Linked DNA regions of Mus musculus: all the other regions are linked to region 3. Evidence: chromatin contacts called from public Hi-C, HiChIP or PLAC-seq and capture Hi-C data. All regions are on one chromosome and are shown on one strand. Each heading gives the region's core, a stretch centred on a gene start, on an enhancer-like site or on the middle of the called end of the contact. The rest is flanking DNA. Distances are from core to core; before and after follow the strand shown. Region 1 holds the start of Fbxo47 (F-box protein 47). Region 2 holds the start of Fbxl20 (F-box and leucine-rich repeat protein 20). Region 3 holds the start of Casc3 (cancer susceptibility candidate 3). Region 4 has its middle 4.1 kb from the start of Stac2.

Region 1 (2,785 bases), core at 47-2,546, 930 kb before region 3:
TTTTCCTTATTTTCTCTGTGTAATAATGCTGGCTGTCCTGGGACTCACTCAGTAGACCAGGCTGGCCTCACAGAGATCCAGTCACACAGATCCATCTGCCTCTGCCTACCAAGTGTTGAGATTAAGGGCGTGCAACACCACTGCCATGCTTACTACAGAATTTTCAAGTATTTTTACTATAATAAAACATAAATTTGCTTTTTCTTCCAGAAACTTCCATCCTAGTCAGACTAGTGTGGGGCTAAACAACCTCCTCCCAGGGGTCTTTATCACCTATTAAGGGTATAGACATAACGTGTATGTATAATTTTTCACTTAAATCTCTGAGAGAAAAAAAACAAAAACCAACTGATCCCAGTTATTTCAAAACTTAGACTCAACTGGCGAACAGCTATAGTCCCAGCAACAAGGGAGACAAAGGCTGAGTTCGAGGTCAGCCTGGTCTGTGGGAGTCTAACAGTGCAAGTCCCACAGCAGCTGGGGTGGTTTCACAAAGAAACACTGTAGTGGAAACAAACTAACAAACAAACAAAAAGCCAACAAAACAAAAGAAAACAAAACCCCAACATTTAAGTCTCCCTTTCCTCCCTCAGACCTATTTTAGGGGTGGAGGAGCGCAGGATTTTGTGGAAACAGTACCTATTTCCTACCAAACTCTTCCTGCTTTCCCCTTAGCCTGAAGGTACGAAGCGCACAAGCCCTGTGACAATGGGATACAGTTTTTCCCTTGTGGCTCCCCGGCGGGCGTGGAACTCTCGAGCCTCCTGCCTCGGCCTCCGAGGAGCCGGTGACAGGCAGCACTGCCCCGCCCACGCACCGAGAACGGGGCGGGTCTAAGGGCGCCGACCTCGTCCCTGCCCCCACACCCTCTTCCGGAGGGGAAAAAATACCCCAGCAAGTCACCGCGCTTTGTCTTAACGTTCCTTTGCCAGCGCTAAACACCGCCAAAGAGGTCACCTAGGGAACCAGAGCAGAAACTGGCCCGCATAAAAATCAAATAGGACCTGCTGAAAAACACGCAATTATTTCTACCGGAAGTACTGGGGAATATAAAACACTTGTTACCACAGATTTCGACAGTTTTTCCGGCTACAGTATCACAGGAAAGTGGGATTTAGTCGTCTCGTCCCACCATCCTCAGATTTCACAAATACTTAAAAATAAAAATAAATAAAAAATTAAAAAAAAAAATCTCCTCAGGCTTTTCCCGCCAGATAATGGGGGCGGATCCTGCTCCGCTCTCTCCGCTCCGCCCCGGAGCTGCGTCCTCAGCTCTCGGGCGCCCCCGTCGCCTCAAGTAGATTTTAGAATTCTCCCAGGAGCCCCAGCGGGAGGAGGCTCCGCCCCCTCATGAATATCGAGCAGCCTCGCCTCCTCTGCCCCTCCCCTCATGAATATTCAGAGATCTCCCGGGAACCCTGCGGGCGGAGCCTCACCCTCTCAAGAAAGGATGAGACGCCGGGATCCTCGGCTCTTTTGCCTCCTCTCTTGAATCGCTCGGAGCACTCCCAGGAGTCCACGCACGGGAGGAGGCCCCACCCCCTCGCGAATAGAAAGAAACCTCGGCTCTTCAGTCTTTCCCTTATGAATACCCAGAACCTTCTCGGGAAACGCCCCCAAGCAGGCCACGCCCTCTCATGAATACTAAGCAGAGGCTCCCATGGTGCCCTCCTGTTCAGGGATGTTATTCGGAGTGAGGCCCTTAAAAGCCCGTGCTACCTCCATTTTAGACACCAAGTTGCTGAACGGGAGAAACGGGAGCTCTTATGGTAGGGTAAGTGGGGAGGCTGTAAATGGAGATCTCAAACTTGGAGGAGTTATACGCTCCACTACGTTTTTTTACACTCAGGTTTTAAAAAAAAGATTTTATTTACTTTACGTTTAGGAGTCCACTTTTGCTGTCTTCAGACACCCAGAAGAGGGCATCAGTTCTCATCACAGATGGTTATGAGCCACCATGTGGGTGCTGGGAATTGAACTCAGGACCTCTGGAAGAGCAGTCAGTGCTCTTAACCACTGAGCCATCTCTCCATCCCTACACTCAGTTTTAAGGCAGTTTCCGATTCACTCTTCCCCTGGGCCAACAGGATCTGTCACAAGAGCTTTTCATTAAAAAGTTGTTAGATGCCTGGTGTGATGGCATTTCCCGATGGAGGCAGGAGGCTAAACCAGCCTAAGCTACTTGAGAATCTGGCTCAACCACCCCACCCCCAAAGCCCTTAATATTAAATTCTCATTTATTTACAGATTCTGTGTCTTTTTCTTTTCTCTTTTTCTTTGAGACAAGGTCTTGTTGGGTAGTGCTAGGCTAGCCTAAACCTCTGACTCTTGCATGAGCCAGTTACAGTGCTGGGATTACAAAAATCATGATCCAGTATGCAGGGCTTGATTCAGATGGAAGCCTGCAGTGGGGCAGGCTGTCTGGGAGGCCTTAAAGATATAACAGAATGATACATATTATTTGAGACTGGGTCTCTTGTAGTCCAGGCCTCCTAGACTCCTCAGGTACATAGGCATATATATTCAGGAAAAACACCTATCCACATAGAAACACAAGAAAACCAAACAACCAGTTAAAGTAGATAACAGATACCCTGACTTCCCTGGGTTGGAGTAGCCTAGCGGTAGAATGCTTGCCTAGAACACACTGGAGCCTAGTTTCCACCCCTAGCATCCTCAAAGTCCTGACTTCCCTCTTCTAAATCTTCCTCCAGGTTTCTTTTGGAAATCTGTACCTCTTAGATGTTGGGAGCATTAGCATTAGTATGTACTTAGCAGATGTGAG
Region 2 (3,080 bases), core at 284-2,783, 660 kb before region 3:
TAGGCAGTTTTTATTATTATGCCTCTCCCCCAACCCACCATTAAGTTACAAATGAAAACTCTAATGTAACCAATGAAGTTCTCCACTCCTCACTGCGACTTGGCATACTAAGTCTGAATTTACAGTCTCTCCACAGCTCTCCCTCCTACCTTAACTTTATAACTATAAATACTTTTTCAAGAAATACTAAGACTATACAGAAGTTTCGCCCCTAGGTGAGACTTTCACCCGAAGCCCACAAACTTTTTGTCTCAAATTTATCTTTTAAAGGGAGCTGAAGGGAAACACTGGGTGTTAAAAATACAACAAGAGAGAGGAGACAGGAAGCCAGCAAGTGAGATGAACACTGAGCCTGGGCCCAGCACAGGTCAGTCAGCCTGAGCCTCTGCCAGAAAAGGCCAGGTAACATTTTCTCTTGTGTAAGTTTCTTTGTCTCTCGGCCTACCAATGAAACCTCCAGCACATCTCCAAACTACTGTATTTCATTTCACCAGTACTTAGGATACTTCCCAAAGGAATCCCTTTCTCAGTCGTGAACTCGCTTTTAAAGATCTTTCTGACTATGTACGGTTCCATTCCAAGACTACAAACCTCCTTTTCAGAGGACAAACTTAAGACAAAACAAAAAAACAAAACAAAACAAACCAGGAATGGGTTCTCCGAAGGCTCTCAGACCTTCCTCGCATTCTCGGAACAGATATCTAAGTTCCCAATAAACAATGAACCACAAAAGTATTAGACTACACGGGGAAGAGGAAGTATTAGAATATCCAAACAGCACGAAAACCCCACAGTCGCCTCTATCGTCCCAGTTTACTACCACCCCCAACTTCCTACTTCCACCGAGGACTAATCGATTCCCGCTCGGGTGGAGATTCACGAAGGCAGCAGGCGCTGGCCAGTCGGGGACTGAGTGCTTTCACTGCGTGGTGGAAGGAGGCTAGCCAAGGGCTGGGCAGAGAATGGGAAGCTGGGTGTTATGGGGGAGGGGGGATTTAGGGCGCCAGGGCTAATCCCGGCCAGGGCCCGCGGGTGGAAGGGGCAGCAGGCGAACCTCCCGGAAGGCGAGGCAAGCCGGTGCGCGGGGCTTGCGGGTCGCAAGCAGGGGAGGACGCCGGCGGCCGCATCGGGGGCGGGTGGCGGGCCGCACAAGGGAGGAGGCTCCGGTCGAGCTACTGTTTGGGGTGCGAGAGCTGGCCTTCGCCGCCGCCCGAGACCCCTCCGAGCTCACACCTCAAACCTGCTCTTGGTCACTCCGTTCACGTCCCTCCTCATGGGGCCGGCGGGTGCGGCCCGGGCAGGGCGCTGCGGCGTGCGGAGTGCAAAGATAGGGGCCAGGGCAGGCCCCGGAGTTCCGGGAGCGGGAGGCGGCGGCGGCAGCAAGGCGAGGCTCGCCCGGCCGACGCGGAGGAGCGACCGCTCGAGTCCCGCGGGGGCCTCCACCACCGCCCGCGGCGTCCGCGGCCGCGACGACTGCCAGTCGCTAGCTCGGTCCTCTCCAAAGCCTCAACTTCAACCCAAAACAAAAACACTCCCCACCTGCCAGCAACGCCGCTCCTCATTGGGCAGAGCCGCCCGGGCCTCGGAACGTCGGGGGAGGGGAGGAGCGCTCGGCGGCGGCGGCGCGAGCCCACCCCTCCCCCACCCGGCGCAGCCCCGGACGGTGAGCCCGCGAGCGCCTGGAACGTGGGGTGACCGGGCGCCAGCCCACCAGGACAAGGAGAAGCAGGGAAGTGCCCAAGTGCGCGCCTGCTTCGGTGCGCGCGCGGGCGTGGGGGGGGGGGGCACGGTGTGTGTGCTGTGGGGCGGGTGCGAGTGCGCGCGTGCCCGCGGACCGGCGAGAAGAGCAGAACAGGGACAGGAACATCACCGGATCCCCTCCAGCACTGCGAGGGCTCACTGGCACGTAGCGACCCACGCGGAACCTGAGCTTTCAGCCTAGGGTCCCCAGCTCTGATCTGATCACTTCCCCGGCGGCCTGAGCTGGCACCCACGTCTTTCTGACCACCCAGCTCCCGTCCTCTATCACTCACTGTCGCCTTGAACCCAAAGTGCAGCAGGCGGTCCCTGCTCGGAGCCATTTTCCTCCTCTTTCTAGACGTCTCTAGGTTGGGGCAGTGCCGCCGCCGCTGCCGCCGTAGGTGCTGCCGCCGCCTCCCCCACCCCGGTGAATTGCATTACGGGGTGCTGCAGGGAGGCCTGGGGGGCCCCTGCGGGGCGGATGGCTCTCAGTGCCAGGCTCCAGAAGGCAGGAGCTGGTTGCGCTAAGAGGAGGACGTAGCGCCAGCTCTGCACAGGAGCTGGCAGCGAGGCTACACCTCGGGATCAGGGGGTGCAATGCCCCAGCCCAGTACCCATTCCTTGGGCCGGGGGAGGGGCTGGCGTCAATCGGGTGGGGGCGGGCAAGGCACAAGGGCCATTGGCGTCCCCGCCCCTCCGGCCGCTGGCGCCCAATGGGCTGCAGCGGCTGCTCACCCTCCAATCGGAGAGCTGGTTCGTGAGAGCCACGGCGTGACGCCATTTCGGCGGGAGAAACAAGCATGTAGGAGCGAGTAGGCGGGGGCGGTTGCCCATAGGAAACTCTTCCATTGGATTTCGCTCCTAGTATAAAAGGTAGTCTGTCATCTTTTTGTTAACTCCAGCCTTCAAGACTTCCAAAATCTATGACCTATTTTCCACGAATTATGAAACAACCGAGAGTGAAATTGCTCCGTCAGAGACATTACAAAATGTACCAAACCTGAAATATTAAAAACTACCATAAATCCCAGCCGTCCTAATTAGACCTTAATACTGCTTCCAATTTTATGCTCAAAGCAATTACGAGTTTGTCGTCAGACCTTTTCTACTTAGTTTTAGAACTTGAAAAAGATGAACTTTTAAGAGCAAAAGTGTTACAGTATACCCACATACATGAAATAAGCAAATGTGTACAAAAAGAGAGAAAGGCTGGTCCTCTTTAAAAACTAAAAGAGCAAAATGTTGTGAACCTTTTTTAAAAAAAACTTATGATTTATAGTCCCTAAAATAAAATGTTCCTTTTTTTTTTTTTTTTTTTTTTGAGATTGTTTATGAAGCCT
Region 3 (2,980 bases), core at 400-2,899:
CCAGATCCGCTTGACCACAGTGTCTTCCTACACACATCTTCTGTATGCTTGAAAACCCTCATTGTAACTTGAAAGCACTGGCTCTTGTTTTGTGACTACAATGATATAGAAAGATCAATCTCTTAGCTCCTTACTTCTCTAATAAGACTCATGTGGGACCCCAGACCATCTGTCTATTCATGCTAAACATTGACCGTTTCTCACAACTGTTTCTCAGGAGGACTGCTATCCCAAGCACCCACACAGCCAGGAGAGCCCCAGGTTCAAGATCAGCCTAGCTTCCATGAGACCCTGTCTCAAAAAACAAAAGAAAGTAGGATCCAGAGCAGGATTACAGGTATTGTCCCCTCATAGCCTGCATCTGGGGAGGCTGAAGCTGGTGGGTCCCGAGTGATGAAAAGGCTAGCTTGAGGTCATAGATTTTCTTAAAAAAAAAAAAAAAAAAGAAAAAAGAAAAAAAACATCCCAAGCTGGATTCCGACCAAACAACTAAAGGACAAAGTGGCATGCTATCCTTGTCCTTATTTAGACACTCAACTTGGCAGTCTTGCTGCACCATTTTAGATTGTGATGGATAAGATTCTTATGCCTTTCACACTTATTAAATCATGCATCCTCCATTTTGAGTTCAGGCAGTTGTTTCTGGAGCTGAACTCCATGATACATTTGGCCACCTGTCACCAGTTGAATCAGTCCCTGCAGACAGTCATGATTCCTTGGAGTCTCATACTGTTTATAGATCTGGTAAGCAGTGGGGACCTTTAGCTATTTATGAAAACAGCTCAGAGTCCTCTTAACTCATCTATTTGATGTATATTAACAATATGCAGTAATAAATTAGCTTACAAACTATATGTTGCTGCAAGGTAGTTGTGCTGAGTTTTCTTTCACTGCTGATAAATGCATACCCAAAGCATTCTCTGTAGAGTAACAATGCACCAGGATTTGAAACTAATACCTCGAGACATTGAAGGGGCAGAGAGGGTCCAAAACTAGCCTCTTAACTAGTCAAGGGTGATCCAGCTCTGATGTTTTAAAAGCATAGTAAGACTAGTGTCCTTCCAACCTTCAGTTCTCAAAATGAGATAACTAGGTTAGGAAGACACATGGAGAAAGGAGATTTTGAATACACCCAGGAAACACCGCAATACTAAGTTCTGTCCCCACTGCAGTTTCTCCTTTCCCCTAAATTTAGACTGAGGTGAAGAGCTGGCAACTGACGCAGGACTAAAGGCTTTTTCACCTGGACTCGTGATTTTTAACCATGCGAAGGAATACAGTAAAATGTTCTGTATAGAATTCAGGGGAAAGCGAGCAATGGAAAACGAAAATCATGCAATTGCTCCAACGTCGCACTGGAGCTAGAAGAGCTCGAAACCCTCCCCAAGGAAAGTCCAAGATGGCCGAGCTAAGAACCCGAAGAGGATGCAATAGCCCCGCTCCCAGGCGCCCTCCGCCCGCCGGGGCTAGGGGTGTGGGGGTGTGGGGAAATAAAGCGCTAGGCCACGCCTCCTTACATCACCGACAGACGTCATCTCGCTCTCCAGAAAACGTGCCGCAGGGTGCAGGCCCCGCCCCGCGGAAAGAAGGGCGGCCCTCCCTGGACGTGAAGCACGCTGGGACTCCGGAGTCTCGAGCTTCCCGGCAGCCTCCGCGGCGGGCGTGGTGCGTAAGGAGCTGACCAGCGGTGGCCGTTCTCCGTAAGATGGCGGACCGGCGGCGGCAGCGCGCTTCCCAGGACACGGAGGACGAGGAATCCGGGGCTTCGGGTTCCGACAGCGGCTCTCCGGCGCGGGGCGGCGGCAGCTGCAGCGGGAGCGTCGGAGGCGGCGGCAGTGGCTCGCTGCCTTCTCAGCGCGGCGGCCGCGGCGGGGGCCTTCACCTGCGGCGGGTGGAGAGCGGGGGCGCCAAGAGCGCCGAGGAGTCTGAGTGTGTGAGTGAGCGGCGGGCGGTCCAGGGCGGCGACCCGGCAGGGGGCGGGCTGGAGATGCTGTGAGATGCCGGGCCTCCTCTTAGAGGGAAAGAAAGGTTGTCCCGCTGCGAATCTGCATCCACCCAGAGCCCCGGGGAAGGAGGACTGGGTGGTTTCTGAGCTCAGGGCGTGCAATGTTTACACGGAAACTGGGGCTGGGATGTAGAGAACCGCCATTCTCGATGTGACTTCTGAAGATTTATCTTGCCCCATATTCCTACCCAACCATCTGTGTTGATTCTTCAGTCGTCCCTCACGGTTATCTGCGGGTGGGCTCCCCGCGTCTGGAAATCACCAACTCTAACCTGTGTGATCTTCTTCCTCCCAGGAGAGTGAAGATGGCATGGAAGGAGATGGTGAGTAATTTTACTTTATCTTGAATTCTTGTGGATGTAAATTAAGGCCATGTATATCTTACACTGGGTCTTTCTCGGTTTGTTAGGGGTTTTTGGAGAGCGTTCCCCGGGAGTGGCGTTTGTGTCATGGTGATGATGAGCATGCTTGTTTGGTTTGGTTCCTTTTTGGAAGGTGACAGATTGAGTGCACTGTGGTGACTTAGAATAACACCTGACAACAGCATAGTTTTTCGTCAGTGTGGTCCCAAAGTTCTCCATCTGTCAACAGAAACTATAATTTTATCTGCCCCAGAAAGTTGCTGCGTCCACAAATTAAGTGAGGATGTTTGCCTGGCCCAAAACGAACTGTCAGAAATGTAGTAACAAACGTTTATGTTATTACATATCACATAATTTGTCTTTTCCTTTCAGCTGTTCTTTCCGATTATGAAAGTGCAGAAGATTCAGAAGTGAGTGTGATAGATTCTTTTTCCTTATGGCGTAAGTCAGAAAATGTCTCTTTAAAAAAACCTCTAGCTGTGTGGTACAAAAATTCCCTGACTTGCTTCTCTTATACATTCTTCTCGTGTGCTTTTAAAAGTCTGTTAGAAGTCTGGTGATGGTGGCACATGTCTTTAATTCCAGCCTTGCCCGGTTAATGACTGCAACTTGA
Region 4 (2,843 bases), core at 166-2,665, 750 kb before region 3:
TGCCTGCTACACACAAGCTCAGAATTCATTCCCCAGCACCACAGAACATGAACATATTTTCTGTTTTAGAATAGACAGGGGTCTCTTCTGGGGTAAGGTATTCCTGTTTTTTTTCTAAAAGCTGGGATTTGGAGGTTTAAAAAAAAAAAACCAAAAACAACAAAACCAAAAACAAACCCCTGCTTGCCTCAGTTCCTGAGTCCTGGGATTAAAGGTTCATGCCACCAACCTGCTTTTTTTTTTTTTTTTTTTTTTTTGGTTTTTCGAGACAGGGTTTCTCTGTGTAGCCCTGGCTGTCCTGGAACTCTGGAACTCACTCTGTAGACCAGGCTGGCCTCGAACTCAGAAATCTGCCTGCCTCTGCCTCCCAAGTGCTGGGATTAAAGGCGTGCGCCACCACGCCCGGCTGCACCAACCTGCTTTTAATTATTTTATTTTTACTTTATATGTTTGAGTTATTTTGCTGGCATGTATGCTGTGCACCATTGCATGCCTGGTGCCCGTGGAAGCCAGAAGAGGGTGCAGGAGACAACTGGAGTTACAGATGGTTGTGAACCATAAGCTGCCACGTGGGTGCTGGGAATCAAATCTCAAGATCTGTGAGAACAGCCAGTTCTTTTAACCACTGAGACATCTCTCTAATCCTTAATTTTTTTATTTTATTTTTATTTTTTATTTTTGCCAGGCAGTAGTGGTGCACACCTTTAGTTCCATGCAAAGGGAGGTGCATCTCTGAGTTTGAGGCCAGCCTGGTCTACAGAGTGAGCACCAGGACAGCCAGGGCTGCGCAGAGAAACCCTGTCTCAATTCCATTCCTGGCTCCCAAAATAGAAAAAAATAAAACAGAAAATTGATCTCTGACCCTCAGACCCCCACATACATGCCAGGATGCGCGCGCCTCCCCCAACAAACAAACAAACGAACATGATAACGATGGATGAGGGTGACTGTGCCATGGTGGGCCACGCTCCTGTCTCTGGCGGAGAATGGAAGAGTGACCAGGATTCCACTCAGAGTAGGCAAATCCAGTGTAAAGGGCTCTCTTTCCCCTTCCTCTCCTTTCTTCTGGAAGATTTGTGCTTTTCCAGTTCTTTTCCCAGAGGAGCAGTAAGAACGCAGTCTCCTTGGCTCTCCCTCCTTGGCCGTTTGAAGCCTCGTATTCTAGTCCATGGAGAGAGTGATGATCCATAGGCAGGGAGATCCTGATGGATGCCAGGGGTGAAGTCCCAGGGGAGCCAGAGGTACCACTCACCCAAGGAGTCAGGAAGTCGGTGGACCCCCCGATCCAGGGCGTTTCTGGTCTAGCCATTTGTGGGGCCACAGTGGAGGAGGCAGGGGGCTGGATCCAATGACCTCTGGGCGTCCTTCCTGGCTGCAGCTTTTGTATTTCAGAGCAGTCTTTCATGAACTAAGTGTGAGTCATTGCTTTCAGAGCTGACTACTCCCACTGCAGTGGCTCAGGGACAGGGCTGAAGCAGCCACACGTCTGCTTCTCCTCGGAAGGAGGGTCACTGTCGCTGCTCAGACGTGGGGTGGGCGGAGCGAGAGCCAGGTGCCTGGAAGTGCCCCCCTCAGGATGGTTGTGGGGATTGGGACGCCCCCTTAGGAGGGGTGAGGGATTGCTGGCTTTGCTTAATAGGAGAGTAGAATTTTGTGAGTGGCAGAAACGCTTGAGACTGGAGCAGTGGGGGTGAACCAGAGGACTTCAGAGCCATGTAAGGATGCAACGTGTTCATCACTTTGAGACCCATTCTTATTCCTGAATGATCTTTGTTCTCCTTTTATGACCAGAAAGAGTCTTAATTTGAGGGTAAACTTTGTTTTCTTTTTAGAATGGCTGAAGTAGATTCAACTAGGTTGGAATAATTTGGGTTACAATAGGGGCAATAAACAGAGTGGAGAGGTAGAGGCAGGAGGACTCCTGTAAGTCTGAGTCTAGCCTAGGGTTACTCTGATGACTAATCTCATTTGCAAGCTTGACTCACCTGGCAAGAGGGAACCGCAATGGAGGACCTGCCTTCACCCGATTGGCCTGTGCACATGTCTGTATAGCATTGTCTTGATTGCTGATTGGTGGAGCAGGACCTAGCACACTGTAGGCGGTGCTACCCCTGGGCACATGGTCCAGGGTTATATAAGGAAGCTAGCTGGGAGAAGCAGGGGGCAAGCCAGTCAGCAGTGTTTCTCCATGGACTGTAAAATGTAAGGGGAATCGGATCCTTTCCTCTCGAGTGGCTTTGGTCCTGGTGTTTAACAGAGCAACAGGACGGTTGTGGGGATTTTAGATTTGTACCATCATGGCTGGCATCCGTACAGACATGTAGGCAAGTGCTCCCGGCCAGGACAAGCGGGTTGAAGGCCAGAAGACAATTTGTGTTTGGAAACCGAATTTCTCATTCCTCGGTAGAACCTAGAGACTGAACTTGGGTCTTCAGGTTTGACAGATACCGCCTTTATCGGCCGAGTTACCTGTCCCTCCCCCCACCATCTTGAGGAGGAAATGAGGAAAAAGCTGGCGAGAGGAGGTGCATGATCAGTGACTATTGGTTTTGGGTTTTTTTTGGTTTTTTGAGACAGGGTTTCTCTGTATAGCCCTGGCTGTTCTGGAACTCACTCTGTAGACTAGGCTGGCCTCTAACTCAGAAATCTGCCTGCCTCTGCCTCCCAAGTGCTGGGATTAAAGGCTTGTGCCACCACACCCGGCTTGATTAGTGACTATTGTTATTGTTCTTGGGAACCCTCCGTTCTGGACTTCTGGTTGAGTTTAAGGGCGTCTGCGAACCTCTTGAAGCTGCGTAAGATTTTGGAGGCTAGTAAACATTGTCTGGAAAGAAGAACACAAA

What was found. Hi-C and Micro-C count contacts between places; a contact is called where the count stands out from the background. HiChIP or PLAC-seq counts read pairs in DNA pulled down with a chosen protein or histone mark. Capture Hi-C pulls out chosen DNA fragments and counts their contacts.
Region 1: a contact with region 3 is called in a Hi-C map of B cells, with 6 read pairs. The contact joins the promoter of Fbxo47 here to the promoter of Casc3 in region 3. A contact is called at or near these places in 2 of 39 promoter capture datasets (liver and pre-B cells) and 1 of 484 Hi-C or Micro-C datasets (B cells).
Region 2: a contact with region 3 is called in a capture Hi-C map of embryonic tail, with 2.2 times the contacts expected there. The contact joins the promoter of Fbxl20 here to the promoter of Casc3 in region 3. A contact is called at or near these places in 6 of 39 promoter capture datasets (the C10 cell line, cranial neural crest, hippocampal neurons and 2 more) and 1 of 9 other capture datasets (embryonic tail).
Region 4: a contact with region 3 is called in a FOXA1 HiChIP or PLAC-seq map of pancreatic cancer cells. The contact joins the enhancer-like site here to the promoter of Casc3 in region 3. A contact is called at or near these places in 2 of 39 promoter capture datasets (hippocampal neurons and pre-B cells) and 1 of 115 datasets of contacts at active chromatin or transcription factors (pancreatic cancer cells).

The regions. Positions count from the first base shown.
Region 1 is chr11:97,882,858-97,885,642 of GRCm38.p6, forward strand. It overlaps Fbxo47 (F-box protein 47), which reads right to left and starts at 1,297. Exons shown (of 11, transcript NM_001081435.1): 1 at 1,066-1,297.
Region 2 is chr11:98,148,083-98,151,162 of GRCm38.p6, forward strand. Fbxl20 (F-box and leucine-rich repeat protein 20) reads right to left here and starts at 1,534. Exons shown (of 15, transcript NM_028149.1): 1 at 1,234-1,534. The coding sequence starts at 1,275.
Region 3 is chr11:98,808,159-98,811,138 of GRCm38.p6, forward strand. It overlaps Casc3 (cancer susceptibility candidate 3), which reads left to right and starts at 1,650. Exons shown (of 14, transcript NM_138660.2): 1 at 1,650-1,933; 2 at 2,301-2,328; 3 at 2,740-2,777. The coding sequence starts at 1,706. Gm12359 (predicted gene 12359) reads right to left here and starts at 1,931. Exons shown (of 3, transcript NR_033551.1): 1 at 1,518-1,931.
Region 4 is chr11:98,056,141-98,058,983 of GRCm38.p6, forward strand. No RefSeq gene overlaps it. Among named protein-coding and RNA genes, the nearest start is that of Stac2, 4.1 kb to the left of the region's middle. Within about 2 kb of position 1,416, at least 116 of the 459 cell types and tissues checked have an H3K27ac peak or open chromatin away from gene starts, as enhancers often do. A contact at or near this core is called in hippocampal neurons and pancreatic cancer cells, where this site is marked.